2 separate regions of the Gossypium arboreum genome follow, and region 2 is linked to region 1. The links are chromatin contacts, called in public Hi-C maps. All regions are on one chromosome and are shown on one strand. The core of a region is the stretch at or near the end of the contact, and the rest is flanking DNA. Distances in the headings are between cores, read along the strand shown.

Region 1 (6,932 bases), core at 1,352-3,851:
AAATTAAAAATTAAAATATATATATATATATCAATTTTTTAAAACTGTTTGTGAAATAAAAAATACACTACCAATATGCCAAATATTAATCCAAATATTAAATCTCAAACTCTAATATTAAATATTAAATATTAAATATTAAAGCTTAAAGCCTATATATTATTAAAGCTCAAACATTAAATTTAAAATACCAAATCTCAAAAAAAAAAAAGTTCGCGCGTTGGATTAATAAACAAAAAAGAGTGAAAGGTAGGGATGCGTTCGTGAATTTCCAATGAAACCACAAACATTTTTTTTTGGATGGAACCACAGACTATTAAAGAACTTTTATACATTCTTTAATGTTTTTTCATAAAATATTTTCTCAGTCATATAGTGGATATGATGAAATTTGGTATAATCAATGTAGATATATTGTCCAAACATAAGTGTTGCATAATTTACATTTCGTATAATTTATAGTTTTATAATTAATAAAAATTAAATTAAATTAAAGTTTTTTAAAGTAATTTTGATTAAAAATTTATTGGAAGTAAGAAATCAAATATTTGTTATAAAACTTATCTAAATGCAATTTAAAAATATAAATCATTTTTGGTTAAATTTTAATTCGATTGGCACTAACATTATTATCAATACAAAAGAGCGTAAGTTTGAGTGCATTAAAACGTATTATCTTCTTATTTATGAGTTAAAAGGTTCTATAAGTAATTCTAAGACTTGTGTCAAAAAGATCAAATGCTATTGCTTGTGGTTGTACTCATGTTGCAGAAGGTGACACCTTTGACTAACATATTCTTGGTAACTAATTAAGCATCGGTAAAACTTAAAATTTTCTTTGGAAACATTGGAAATTGATAAAAATCTGGTCAATGAGGAAAAAGTATGAATTGTTTTGTGTATATAATGTACAATGTACATTCCGGATATCATGGGATAATATTCCCTTTACACATATAAGCTTTTGTTCTTACTTCACCCAAACTGGAGTCAAACTGAGGTTACCTTACTATTCATGGAAATGGAAAATCAAACCCCAAACAGAATGTTTTCATAAGTCAATTCTGGTTTTTACCCATTTCAGTTTGGGTCATTTGAGTTTTGAATTCGATCGAGTTCTAACCATTTTGAATGTAATATATATGTTGCGCACAGGCTTTGATGAATACCTACTCATACTGAAATTTCAGGGTTTGCTATTAGGGGTTCTCAGATTTGTCTAAGATCTTAAAAGAATAACAAAGGATAAAAAAAAAAAACTGAAGAAATGGGTGTGATTGTTGGAGCCATCAACAGCACATTTGGGGAGGCATTTCTGTCGTCATTTATGATCTTTTCTGTCTCTATCCAGAACCTGTCATGTACTTGGAATCACCAGGCACTAAAAGTTTGAATCCATGCGTCATTGTGACGATGCTCATAAATTCAGGCTTACATATTATCATCAATTCATATATTGGTCCACTGACTTCCATATTTTATTATCTCATTTTCACATTAAATCTGCTTGAAATATGATTCTTTTTTTTTTTTTAGATAATCTTACCTGTCTGTGCCACACAAACAGCACTTGTAAGTCACTGAACAAATTTTCGGCACCTCAAATTGCAGCTTAAGGGAGGGTCGCCACCAGGTTCTGATAAAAGTGATGAACCATGTGTCCAACTATATACATATACACACACATTGATCTGAGTTTCATCATTCATGTTATGGATTCTTGATAATATGTTGGCCTGGGGATGGGCTGATGAACCGGCATGTGTTACTCGGTCTCGTATAACATTGGCATTGTCGGCCAGAGAGGTTCTCTTGTTTTGGCACATGTTCATATATATCGTATGGCTGAGAGCAACTGTATAAGTTCCCATTAGCCAATCCCTACAAGGAAGTTGTTATCACCTTTGGTGAACAATGATGACCTAGCTGGCTGGAATCTACATTGACTTGTGCGAATCCTTTGGCAAAAACATAATACATAATACATTAAATTGCATAAAAGTGGTTCCAATATCTATCCTGAGGCAACAATTATTAGGCAGGCCCTCCACCATTAAATGGACTTGTTTCCAGGACCATTATATGCTTATGTATATGTATAATTGCTCTGCCAATGGTATTGAAATGTTATAATCTGATGTCGTCACCATGGATTACATGTATCATATAGGTATTTAATTCAATGCTGAACTACTTGCCATTATACGTACATTGAAGTTGATGGTGAAGACTGACAAGACATACCCTTCGACATAGCTAACCCTAAACCATAATATGCTTTCTAGAATATGAACTATCATCTAATAGCTCAATGAACCACAAAAGGTTGATAAAACAGTTCTTTTCTTTTTTCCTTTGCAGTAGTAGGTCTTGGAACTTACCCCTTGTCTAAAGAACCAAACCTGCCATGGACCTGATGGAACAATGTTTGAAACTTTCAGTCAATAACGGTTCTTCTGCAATGTCAAGTTGACAACTACAGAATTGGTCGATCAAACCATGTTTTACACCAAGTGATTTCCTTTTAACTACACAGTCCCCCACTTGAAAACATTATGGTGGGCAGTGGAACAAAAGTAGAAGTGCTTCCTTTGTTGTTGGCCACTTGAGGTGAGCAATGGAACACTGTTGGTGATAATGATCCAATATCTATTCAATAATTATTTCATTGATTCATGTGATATTAAGAGAATAGCCACTTGAGGTGCCTGAATCTGTGAAGCCCCAAGAAATTTTATGAGACAATGAAATCTCTGTTGCTTTCTTGGGTACTTCAATAAAGAATTAAAGACACCTGAATGGGTCCCAAGGGACTACATGTATATGAAGTAAAGACAGTGTTTGTGGGCTTTCTAAATTCCTTTTTTATGACTGGTTTGGAGAGCATTTGGCCCATATCATGTGTTCGGCTATTATAGAAGTTATTTCCAAACCAATTTGGGCTTGGATTTGTTTTATTATCTTTTTGTTTTTAGGTTAAAATATGTTGTTAGTCTCTGCATTTTGACAATATTTAAGAATTATTCTTATATTTAAAAGGTTAAAAATCAAATCCTCTTACTTTTTTATTTAAAAATCTCAATTCAGTCAATAAATTTGCAAATCTTTTTTGTCAGAATTTGTTAACTTGGAATTTTAATTAGGTTGTCTTTGTATGATGTGACAGATGATTGACAGAAAATAAACATGAAAACAAATATAGTAAATTGAAAATTTTTGACAAAAACTACCATTGAGGATAATTTGGACTAGTATTTTTATTTTAAAAAGTTAAAGGACTGGATTCTTACTTTTAAAGTACAGTGATCAAATTTTAATTTGTATACAAGTATAAGGACTAATAGCATATTTTAACTAAAAATGATTATTTTTCGTAAAAGATATAAACCTAAGCTCAATTAACTTTATTGCTATTATAACATATCGAAAGACGTAGATTTCAATATGCTTAAACGTGGAATTTCCTCCACTTAAGGAATTGAGGAAGTTATAGGTAGTTCGAAAATTGTATAAAATTAATTTCAAATATAAACAATAATTAGAATATTATAATTTAAACCTTGTGTCAAATTAATTATTGATATGTAAAAAAAAAGTGAAACTTTGAAATATTCATATAGTTTTATTATTAAATAAAACACATAATGATGTCAAATATTTTCAAACTTAAATTATTTACGTCCAACTATAAATTTTGGCTAAAATAGGTAATAGATGCTTTTTTTTTTTGTTAATTGGCCTCGTTTTTAAGGATTTTTAGGGCTAGGGCTGATTTTAAGGTTAGGGTTTTGGGGTTTAAGTTTTAAGGTTTTTATTGGGTTTAAGGTTTCGAAGGTGAAACCGTGAAAGTTTATAAGTAGATTTGAAGGGCTGAGGATGTGATAACGCGTCTCAGAACATATACATTTCATATGTCATGCTGAGATAGAACCATTACCTCAGACACTCATCCTATGGAAATGGGGTTCCGAGAAGATAGTGCTTGATACGGTCACGAGTCAAAGTCCCAGTCGACGGTCGTTATGCGGTCATGGGTTTTAGTATAACTGAGGGTCAATTGACGGTCGTTATGTAGTCATGAGTTCAAGCTTTTTGGATACTTGTAAATAATGCCTTATATATATCACACATAAGATTGAGGTCATAATCATAGGGAAAAACGAAAGGCTTTTCAGTGTAATCAACATAAATTTTTTCTCTATTTCCAGGCAATTGGTATCTTTTACCTTTTATTCTTATTCAAAAGTTGACACTAAGGTGGACACAAGATGACTCTCAAGTGGAGAGAGGATGTTCTAATGGAGTAAAGGTCAAACTTGGATCATTGTTGCAGCAATTGTAGTTATTAATAAGTTGTTTAATAATGACAACCATTGTCGCCCCGAAAGAAGAATCACCTTTACTCCAACATAATAGTCGTTGCCTATCTGAGAGTCCTTCTACGTCCATGACAGTGCTGGCCTTCGACTAGAAATAAATGTTAAAGATATCAACTGCGTAAAAATAGAGAAAAATTTACACTGATTATAGTGAAAAGCCCCTCAATTTTTTTCTATTATTATGCCCTCAAAATTCTGTATGGTATTTATAAGGCCACATCTCTAGGTATCCAAAAAGTTTGAGCTCATGTCTACATAACGATTTTAAACTGGCTCCCAATTTATACTTCAATACATGACCTCATAACGATCGTTGACTGAGATATCTATATAGATTGTCACCCATGATTATATAAAGCACCATCACCCTGGAACACGTATTCTACAGGATATGTTTTGAGGTAATGGTCCCATCTCGAGACGATATATGAAATATGTGTGTCTCAGAGTGATATTGCATCACCGACAACTCAAGAATACCTTAAACAGGAATAAATATTATCGATGAAAATTTTGAACACTGAAACGAAGAAGAAAACCAAGAAAAAAATATTGTAAAGTACAGGGATGATGGTCGAGAAAGATGATGGGTTTATGGATGATAGAGTATGGAGGGAGAGCCCCCTTTCTATAGCATGGGAGAGGGTAAGATTGAAAATAAAAAACAACATGTGGTTGAAAACGTGTCGTAAAAGAGACGTTTTCATTGAATATCTGAAAGAGGTGCCTCAAATCTTACCAGGGATTCTCGGGCTCAAGGCACATTGGCAGGCTTTGAATGGTGGTGGAAAGAAATCACATCCAGCTGGATGAGCTTTCTTGCTTACATGTTAGGGAAAGCGTGACTAGCTAGATACGTTTTTTTTAGTGGAAAGCGCGTCTAACTAGGTGTGCTTTCCCTGACATGTCAGCAGGAAATCTCGTCCAACTAGACGCGTATTCTGTCACCACCTTTCAAAGTCTGCCAAGGTGCCCTGCCCCTAAAAATCCCAGGCACTTTTCAAGTACACTGAAGGCCCCTTCAAGCATGCATCTACTAAAATTGATTTTGCTGAAACGCATTTTCAAGCACAGAAGACTTTTTCATTATTATTATTCGATGAAAACACATCTGTTGAAACACGTTTTCAAGCATGCATTCCCTCCCAACGCGTTCTTTTTTTTTCCGTTAAACTACAAAAGTACTTAATACTAAAACACAAGCAAGTCTATTCATTTTTGAAGTGTTGCATTGTGAGCGTCGTTTCCTTTTTTTCTTTTTAGCCAACCATCTGTGGATTTTTTGTTCTAAATATTTATTTCATTTTTAATTGAAACAAGTCAACAAGTGAAATCTGTAATTTATTACTAAGGTCAAATTTGTAATACAGATTTCGGGTCGTATTTGCAGGAGCCCAGTCTATGGACTTGACTTTTAATCATACTATTCAATTCTGTGAGCTACGACCAATGATTAAAGAAAAGCTGGGGGTTTAAGTCGGGGAAGAATTTTGAGCTTGAAATGTAGATATCTGGCATTATTGGACCTTTGCAAGTATGAGTTATTTGATGTGAAAGGTGAGCTGCAGCTAGAGGCAGTCATAGATTCGCACTGCTCAAGTGGAAATGCTATAATGGAGTTATATGTCGAGTTTTCTTAAATTGATAGAGTTGGTCCATCTTCAACCAATGTAGCGACTAATGCAGAACCAAAGTAGAAGTAGAAAGTCCTATGACATGGTTGTGTGGTGGGTTCACTATTTTATTACAAAGCTCTCATTATGATGCCCCCGAATCATTAATCATAAGACATTCTTCGACTTCAAGCACAGATTTTAACTTCGATGGCCATTCCGTCTATCAGTCAAGGTATGAGCATAACCCAAACCTTGACACCCGGGCATGACATTCAGTCAATGCATTCAATTTCAACTTCGGCGGTTTAATGTCCTAGGATAGAAGCACTTATACCGGTATGCCATCAACCTACATCAGTTGGTAATTCGATGTAGATTTTAATTGTAAATGGGGTATAGAATAACTGAGGATTTACTTCCTACGTTCGGGTTCGACGAGGGTACATTGAACCCTTTAGTTGAAGATGACAATGAAGATGCAGATAAGGAAAAAGATGCATGCGCGGACAAAGGGGCAGCGAATGTTGTTCACGAATCTAAATCTAATCTGATCCAATTCGGTAGTTTGAGCCAGATGGTTCAGAAGTAGCACTTTTTTCTAAACCAGAACAGGTTCTAACTGAGCCAAAACCTTGCGGTTTTGACGATGACAGTTCGAACAATGCTCTAAATCCAGATCTATGGTTCAGGGCATATAAACCTCCACCCCATATGCATAACGTTGACCTCTCCATTGAGGGTGGTTTAGAGCTCCCGCAACTCTTGCGCAGAAGACTTGACCCTGCAAGTTCTTCATCAAATGTCTGGGTATTAGAAGTTGGAATGGAGTATCCCTCAAAAGATGCTTTTCTAGCTGCACTGAAATGGTACAACTTAAAGAACAGTGTGAACTATCATGTCATAAAATCTCATTCGAAGAAATTTGAAGGAAAGTGCG
Region 2 (6,932 bases), core at 2,606-5,105, 140 kb before region 1:
TTGACAAGCATTTTGTGAGGAAGACCCCAGGCTTCGGGTGATATCACCTCCTCGGTCGTCTCAACATTGTTTGAGCTATGCATAGCAGGGCCAACCCAAGACCAGCTTTTTGTGGACTTCTCATAGGCAACAAGTACCTTCCAACCTTTTGCTCCCAAAGGTGCTGTTTTTGATGAGAAAATCTTTAGAACTCCCCGAACTAAATCTTGAAGCGGCTCTTCTGCCTCAAGGATACACGGATCTCCAGGATTTACTGCCACACGATTAACAATATCATGAACGGTAAGAAAAGGCACACTTGGTTGCACAAGATGGTCTGAATTATTGGTAACTGTGTTGTCACATGAGAGAACCCCATTCAGATCACCTTGCTGCTTTCCATTCTGCTCCTCTCTAGGTTTACCAACCTCTAAGGAATCTTCTGGAAATGGAGTAATCATTGCCATACGAACTGCAGAAAGAAGATGTATAATTGAGAATGAGAATCCAGTATGAATGGTAGGGGTAATCAAAGTAAATGGCTTTTTCTGTGGTTTGGTTTCCATCTCCAAATCTGTGGTTCCCAGATCTGCACCATGAGGCTCAGAAGGTTCCATATCTGAAGTAACTGTATCAACCTCGAATTTCCGTTTTCCCTTTTTCTTCAAGAAAGGAGAATCATCAGTTTGCTGCTGGGAGTTAGGCTGCACGTTGCCATCTTCACCTCTTCCGTTGACATCTTCCACGTACCTCTTCCCTTTCTTCTTCTTTGTCACTTTGTTGCTCCCTAGCAACGAAACTTCAGACTTCTCACAGCGATCATATGCTTCAGTGTTCTGTCTTTTCTTCCCAGTTCTACCCAGGTTAAATTCATCTGCCAATGATAGTGCCACAGGCGAACCATCCTCCTCATCAAGATAATCATGCTGATTATTTGACTGAGTCATAAAATGATCATAGGCAAGTTCACCGTTCTGCCTTTTCTCAGTAGGGTAGGCCCTCAATGAGGACCTACGTAACCTGTCACCAGGTTCCCCTCGTAAATGGCCATTCTTGACCAACTTGGAAACTTGTTTCCCACCAACCTCATCCAAAACTCTAGAACCAGAGTTAGGTAAGGGACTGCTTTCATGCATCTTACCCTTCTGTTTTCTTTCCGAATAGTAGCTTTCTACTCCTGCCACGTGCACATTTTCCTCAAAGCTCTTTTTGGAGTAGCGGTTCATTCCATCAAGAGGCCATCCATCCTTCATAGTATATTTCTTTGAAGATTTGGTCTTCTTAGAATCAAGGCCAGAATTCAATGAAGACAGGCGAGGATTTTCTATGACGCCACTGGTGTATGCCAACTTGCCTCTCATTAGAGGATTGCTCTCCTCCTCATCATCAAATTGCTCAGATGAGTCAGATTCTGTTTCTTCGTTTTTAATAAATGCTCTACTACCTTTTGAAATGGCCATAACTGCTCCTCCATTTTGCAAATAGTTCCCTCTAATCTTCTCCTGCGATGGTTTCTTTCTACTGGCAGATTTCAAGAATTGGTCACTCATCAGTGGTGAGGAAGCTTTATAAGATTTAAAACTGAGATCAGGAGATTCCCGCAGTGTTTTCCATTTCTTGTGCTTAATATTCCAATCATCAGGTCTAACGGACAAATCCACAGAGAAATCTTCTCCTTGGTTTTCATTTTGCCAAAACAGTTCAGTGCGCTCAGATAAGTCAACTCGACTCCCTTGCAATGGCAGCGAAGGAATTCGGCCTTTTATAGACTTTATTTGATCTCCGGCTGCAAATAGTGGGTCGTTTTTGAAACGCTTGGACTTTTTGGCAAAATCATGAGATATTCTCATATTAGGAGGCTTTGAAGCATACACTTTTGCCTCGGACAATTGATTCGCATTCCTATTCCTACCATAGGAAAGGAAATCATGCTTTGAAGACAAAGGCGAAGCCGTGAAACTATCAGTGGCTAATTCTTCCCCTCTTAAAAGATTGTACTTCTTCCTTGCTCTCGAAGAACCAGATTTGCCCATGAAGCTATTATCGAGAGCATTTTGGTTTCGCTGAATACCTGTTCCAAACATTGGGTCTTCAGCATCATCTAACCTCATCCAATCCCTTGCCCTGAGTGCTGCAGACTCATATTTCTCTCGAGGAAGTGTTCCTGGCAAACCGTATGGCTCAGAATTCATATCTAAATCAGGGGAAAAGCGGCTGCCAAACTCTCTTGCAAAAGGAAGTTTTGACTCACCTGTCTTCAGTTTGCCTTTTGGATTCTGCTTCCTGTATTTTGATGGTTCCAAATCCATCAGTTGTCCTCGCGATGCAAACTCTAAATCTGGTTCAACCCCAAAGCCAGAGTAGCGACCTGATTTCTGTGGAGCTTTCCAGTCCTTAACTCTTTTGCTCCAAAAACCATCAACCAAATCCTCTCCATCAGAGGATGCAGAATCCTTATCTTCCAACTTCTCATACATCAAACTATTTTGACTTCTCATAATATTCAAAACACGAAGCCGCTCCTCAATACTGTATCCCCTACAATTAAGCCAAGCATCCCTCATTTGAATAAGATTGACAACCATAGTATTCTGATGCTTCCTCAGATGATGGTAATGCTGCCGCTTCCGAAAGAAATTCATGCCCTCCCTATAAAGTGCAACCCTCGGCTCACACAACCCTCCTTTCAACATATCAAACAAACTCTTAATAGGACTCCCAAAGTGAAGATTATTACCCTTAAAAATGTCGATCAAGGTCCGCATAAACGTATCCTGATCCATATCAGGTAAAAACTTAGTAAGGCTAAACCTCTCTTCATCACTTAAACATTCATTCCACACATCAAGAGACAAAATATCTTCCAATCCAGGAAGATCATATAACTCAAAAGGAACCAAACAGGTCGAGTTCCCGACTTGGCAAAATTCAGCCCCGGTTTCACCTAATTCCAACAAATCAAAGTCATCCGAACCTGCTCCTGAATCAGCATCATCGTCAAATTCATCATCAGAATCAACGGCTGACCCTGGACGTTGAAGCTCGTCCTCATCACCTGACACAGTCATCTCTCTACTACCAGGCGAAAACTCCGAATCAAAGGGTGAAACTTTGGAATTACTCTTCTCAATCGCCATCATAACCTTAAGCACCAAAAAAAAAAATTTCTAATCCTCAATTCTAACCAATTTAATATTTCAAAAAGAATTATTTTCACCGTTTTCGGAGTACAACGAATTCATCAGAAACCTAACAGAAACAAATAAAGGAAATAAATTCTCAAAATTTGAAATTACGAACTAAAAGAAAAACTGAAATACAGTAAAAATAATAAAATTGAAGAAGCAAAACAATATTCAAAAGAATATAAAAACATATATATGTATATGTATACCTCGTCCGAAAGGAAGTGAAGAAATATCAGCGGCGAAATTGAAGATTTGGAGATCTCCTTTTCTTCTAATTTTCTAATCAAGAAAAATAAGGAGGAAAAAAAGCAAAAAGAAAAAGAAGAAGAAAAAGAAGAGACAGTTAAATCTGAGAAACCCTAAAGGGAGTTTTTGAAATAAAAGAGGAAGGAGATGAGGGGATCAGGGGAAGGGGAAGGGGGGAGTTGAAGAAGACGGAAGTGACGTGGAACGATGGGAGCCCTTGGATGGAAATTGCAGAGGAAAAGACGAAAAAGGGCATAGGGTTGAGGGGGGATGGGGGAAGAAAGAAAAGAGAGTGGAAAGGAACTTGACTGGACTTGACTCAGTGAGTTGCGTTCGTGCGGGAGAGAAAGAGGGAAAGGGGGAAGCAGAAGAAGAGAAAGGCTCGTGATTTAGCATTTAGGAAGTTTCCCGCCGTTGGATCTTGCCCCGCTTTAGGCGCTATTTGCCTCTTCGACGTCGTTTAAGTCCCTCAATTCCTTTTTCAATTTTATTATTTTTACCTTTTTCATTTTTTTGAAGCTTTAGACTACAGCGGAAAGGTGGTGGTAGTTAAATAGACGGTTATGTTTCTCATAAAAAGGAATTTATCTACTAAAATTATTATTTCCTAAATTTTATTTAATGTGGAATATAATATATTTCATGTATAAAGGATATGAAAAACAAATATTAATATTAAATAAATAAAATATGCAACAATGAAATTATAAACTTATTTTTTATGTCTAAACCTTAATTTAATGTATATAAAGATTTAAGTTTGGGCACTAGTTAATTTTATTTAATAATAAAAATATTTATTAAGATTTATTTATTTATTTATTTTTATAGACTATATATATAATACAATAAAATTATAATTTAAAAATAATAAATTTTAAATACAGTTTAGACAATGCATTAACGATGTCAATTAGAAAGAAAATAAAACAGCTATTTTATTGGAATTAAAACATAAATTTTTATATTATTTTTATCCAATAAAAATAAATTTATATTATTTTATTATCACTTTTTGAAACGGTAATTTATTGTTATCATTGATTCATATTGATATAGATTATTGAAAAATATATAATTTTATTATATCTTACAATTAATTGTTATTTTTTAAATATTAATTTATTGTTATCATTTATTCATATTAATAAAATTATTGAAAAATATATACTTATTTTGGTGGCATATTAAAGATTAACACTTATCTTACTAAAAAATATTAACTTTTATCAAGCTTATTCTCTTAGCATAATGATAATCAAATTTACTATAAAATAAATTATAAATGGTATGAAACAATCAAGAATCTAACAAATTAAAATATACATTTATAGGAGCCCATGTAATAGCCTGATGGTCAAAGGGCTCACTGTTCTAAATGTGATTTAGATTCAACTCGCTAATTATGTTAATTATTCGAGTTTTGCCTTATTATTGTAATTCTCTAAAAAATATATGCATTTATAACGGCATGAGAAAGCTATTTCATCCGTCCACTAAACATCATAGTCCAAAAGGCTCCATTTTATAAGTTTGTACAAAACTAACAAAATTATACAATAAATTAAATATTTATTAAATTAAAATTAATATAACATCAAAATTAAATCCCAAAGTTGAAACTTAAAATTAAAAAAATTAACATCACAGTTAAAATCCAAATTTAAAACCAAAATTATCTTAAATTTAAAATAAAAATAAAATAAAAATAAAACATATGAAATGACTTTTTTATTAGACATATAAAAGACAAAAAAAACATGCAAAAATACTTAAATGTAAATATGTAAATAAAAAATACTCTATGTATCAAAAAAATACTAAAATGAAATTATTTAAATGAAATAAGAACTTGAACATAACCATACAAAATACAACATGATCTACAATTAAATTAACCCAAAATTAAACTTTTAATATTAACTCTTCAAATTTCATTTTGTGACTGAGATTTTGACGTATTTCTTTTTTTTTCTTTTTCACATTTCCTCTTATATATTTAAAAAAAAAATCATTTTTCTCTATAACTCTTCTTCTCTTTCAATGAGATCGTCTACCGCCAAATATGTATTATTCATCGCCATTTTTGACCCTTCATCCTCTGAAGATCTCTACTTTTTCATTGAGATCATCTATTGATTTGAGTCAAACACTCTACTCGATATTCACCATGATATGACCACCTTTAAACACTTCTATGGCACCTATCAACTAAACCTCTTCAACTCTTGTGTTGAAAAAACAATGGGGTCGTTCGATTCCAATGTCTAGTAAAATATAGAATGAAATCTGCCAAAAATCGACAATGATGACATCATCTCTACTTTTTTGTAATGAACTCTACAATCTTCTATACTGAAAGGTACAATAAAATTTTTTTAAGAAAGAATGATTTATGTGTGAAATATTGTGGGATCGACCATATAGGAAGCTTTAAATATTTAAGCATGATTGTTTTAATTAGTCAAGTTAACCGGTCAAGAAAAATGAATAAGTTTGTCAAACTTTTAAATTGTATGTTTACCTAATTGAATATTTAATTTAAACATAAAATTAACTTATAATTTTAACTATAGATAATATATAATTAATCATGTAAATTAAATGAAAAATAACTTTTTTAAATTTCTATTTATCTAATTAAAATTTTATAAAACTTTTAAAATTTATGTTTATGTAATTAATATTTAAATTAAACATAAAACTAACATAAAATTTTAATTATTATATAATAAATAAATAAATTATTTCATCTAATTAACTATTTATTTTAAATATAGATATGTTTTTATTTAAAGATAATAAAAATTATAGAAATTATCTTTTGAAATAATATATAAATTACATAAAAAAAACATAATTGTGTCAATTGTTACAATTTTAGGGTACGTACCTTGTTATATTATATATATATATGATTTATGTTAAAAGATAAAAGAAAAAAATTGGGTTGTTTTTCTTAAGCAAATAAGTCCTGTGCCTGGTAAGTGCAATTAGTCTGTCCCTTACCTCTCCATTCAAACCTTTCAACCACTCTCCTCTATCGAGAATGGGTCTCTCACTACTGCCCTGTGGAAAACAAGTGTTGCTCTTCTGGTAGCCATTGTTTGCTTCATTGTTTCAGTATCATTTGCTTGGTCAATTTATTCCCACTTTACACACACTCTTTTTTTTTTTTTGAAAGCATGCTTATGAAAAGATGAAAATTCTGGTTATTTTCTAATGGAAAAGTGATCTCTTAGAACACAAATTGTTTCCAAATGCATGGGGTAAAAGGTTAGAATTTAGCAAATACGAAATTGTACTCATCCATAAATTACTATCAAATTCCAAGCAACAATGGTTTTAGTCGGATAATGATCTGGGTTGATATAGATCATAAAGAAAGATGACAGAAAACAATAGTGAGGGTAAATTTCTTGTATTTTATCTGGTGAAGAGCCAAGGAGGGTCAAATGCTTATATGAGTCGGTGGTGCTTGTATCTTTGTAAAGTTTTTTTACGTGTTTTAGCAAACTT

The links. A called contact is a pair of places that touch in the nucleus more often than the background predicts.
Region 2: a Hi-C map of leaf shows a contact between it and region 1, with 2.8 times the contacts expected there. The contact joins the promoter of LOC108463829 here to the enhancer-like site in region 1. A contact is called at or near these places in 2 of 5 Hi-C or Micro-C datasets (both in leaf).

Annotation. Positions count from the first base shown.
Region 1 is chr1:6,599,885-6,606,816 of ASM2569848v2, reverse strand. No RefSeq gene overlaps it. Among protein-coding and RNA genes, the nearest start is that of LOC128291468, 7.2 kb to the right of the region's middle. Within about 2 kb of position 2,601, at least 1 of the 2 cell types and tissues checked has an H3K27ac peak or open chromatin away from gene starts, as enhancers often do. A contact at or near this core is called in leaf, where this site is marked.
Region 2 is chr1:6,744,377-6,751,308 of ASM2569848v2, reverse strand. It overlaps LOC108463829, which reads right to left and starts at 3,855. Exons shown (of 4, transcript XM_053026812.1): 1 at 3,374-3,855; 2 at 2,231-3,122; 3 at 1-2,143. The coding sequence starts at 3,119.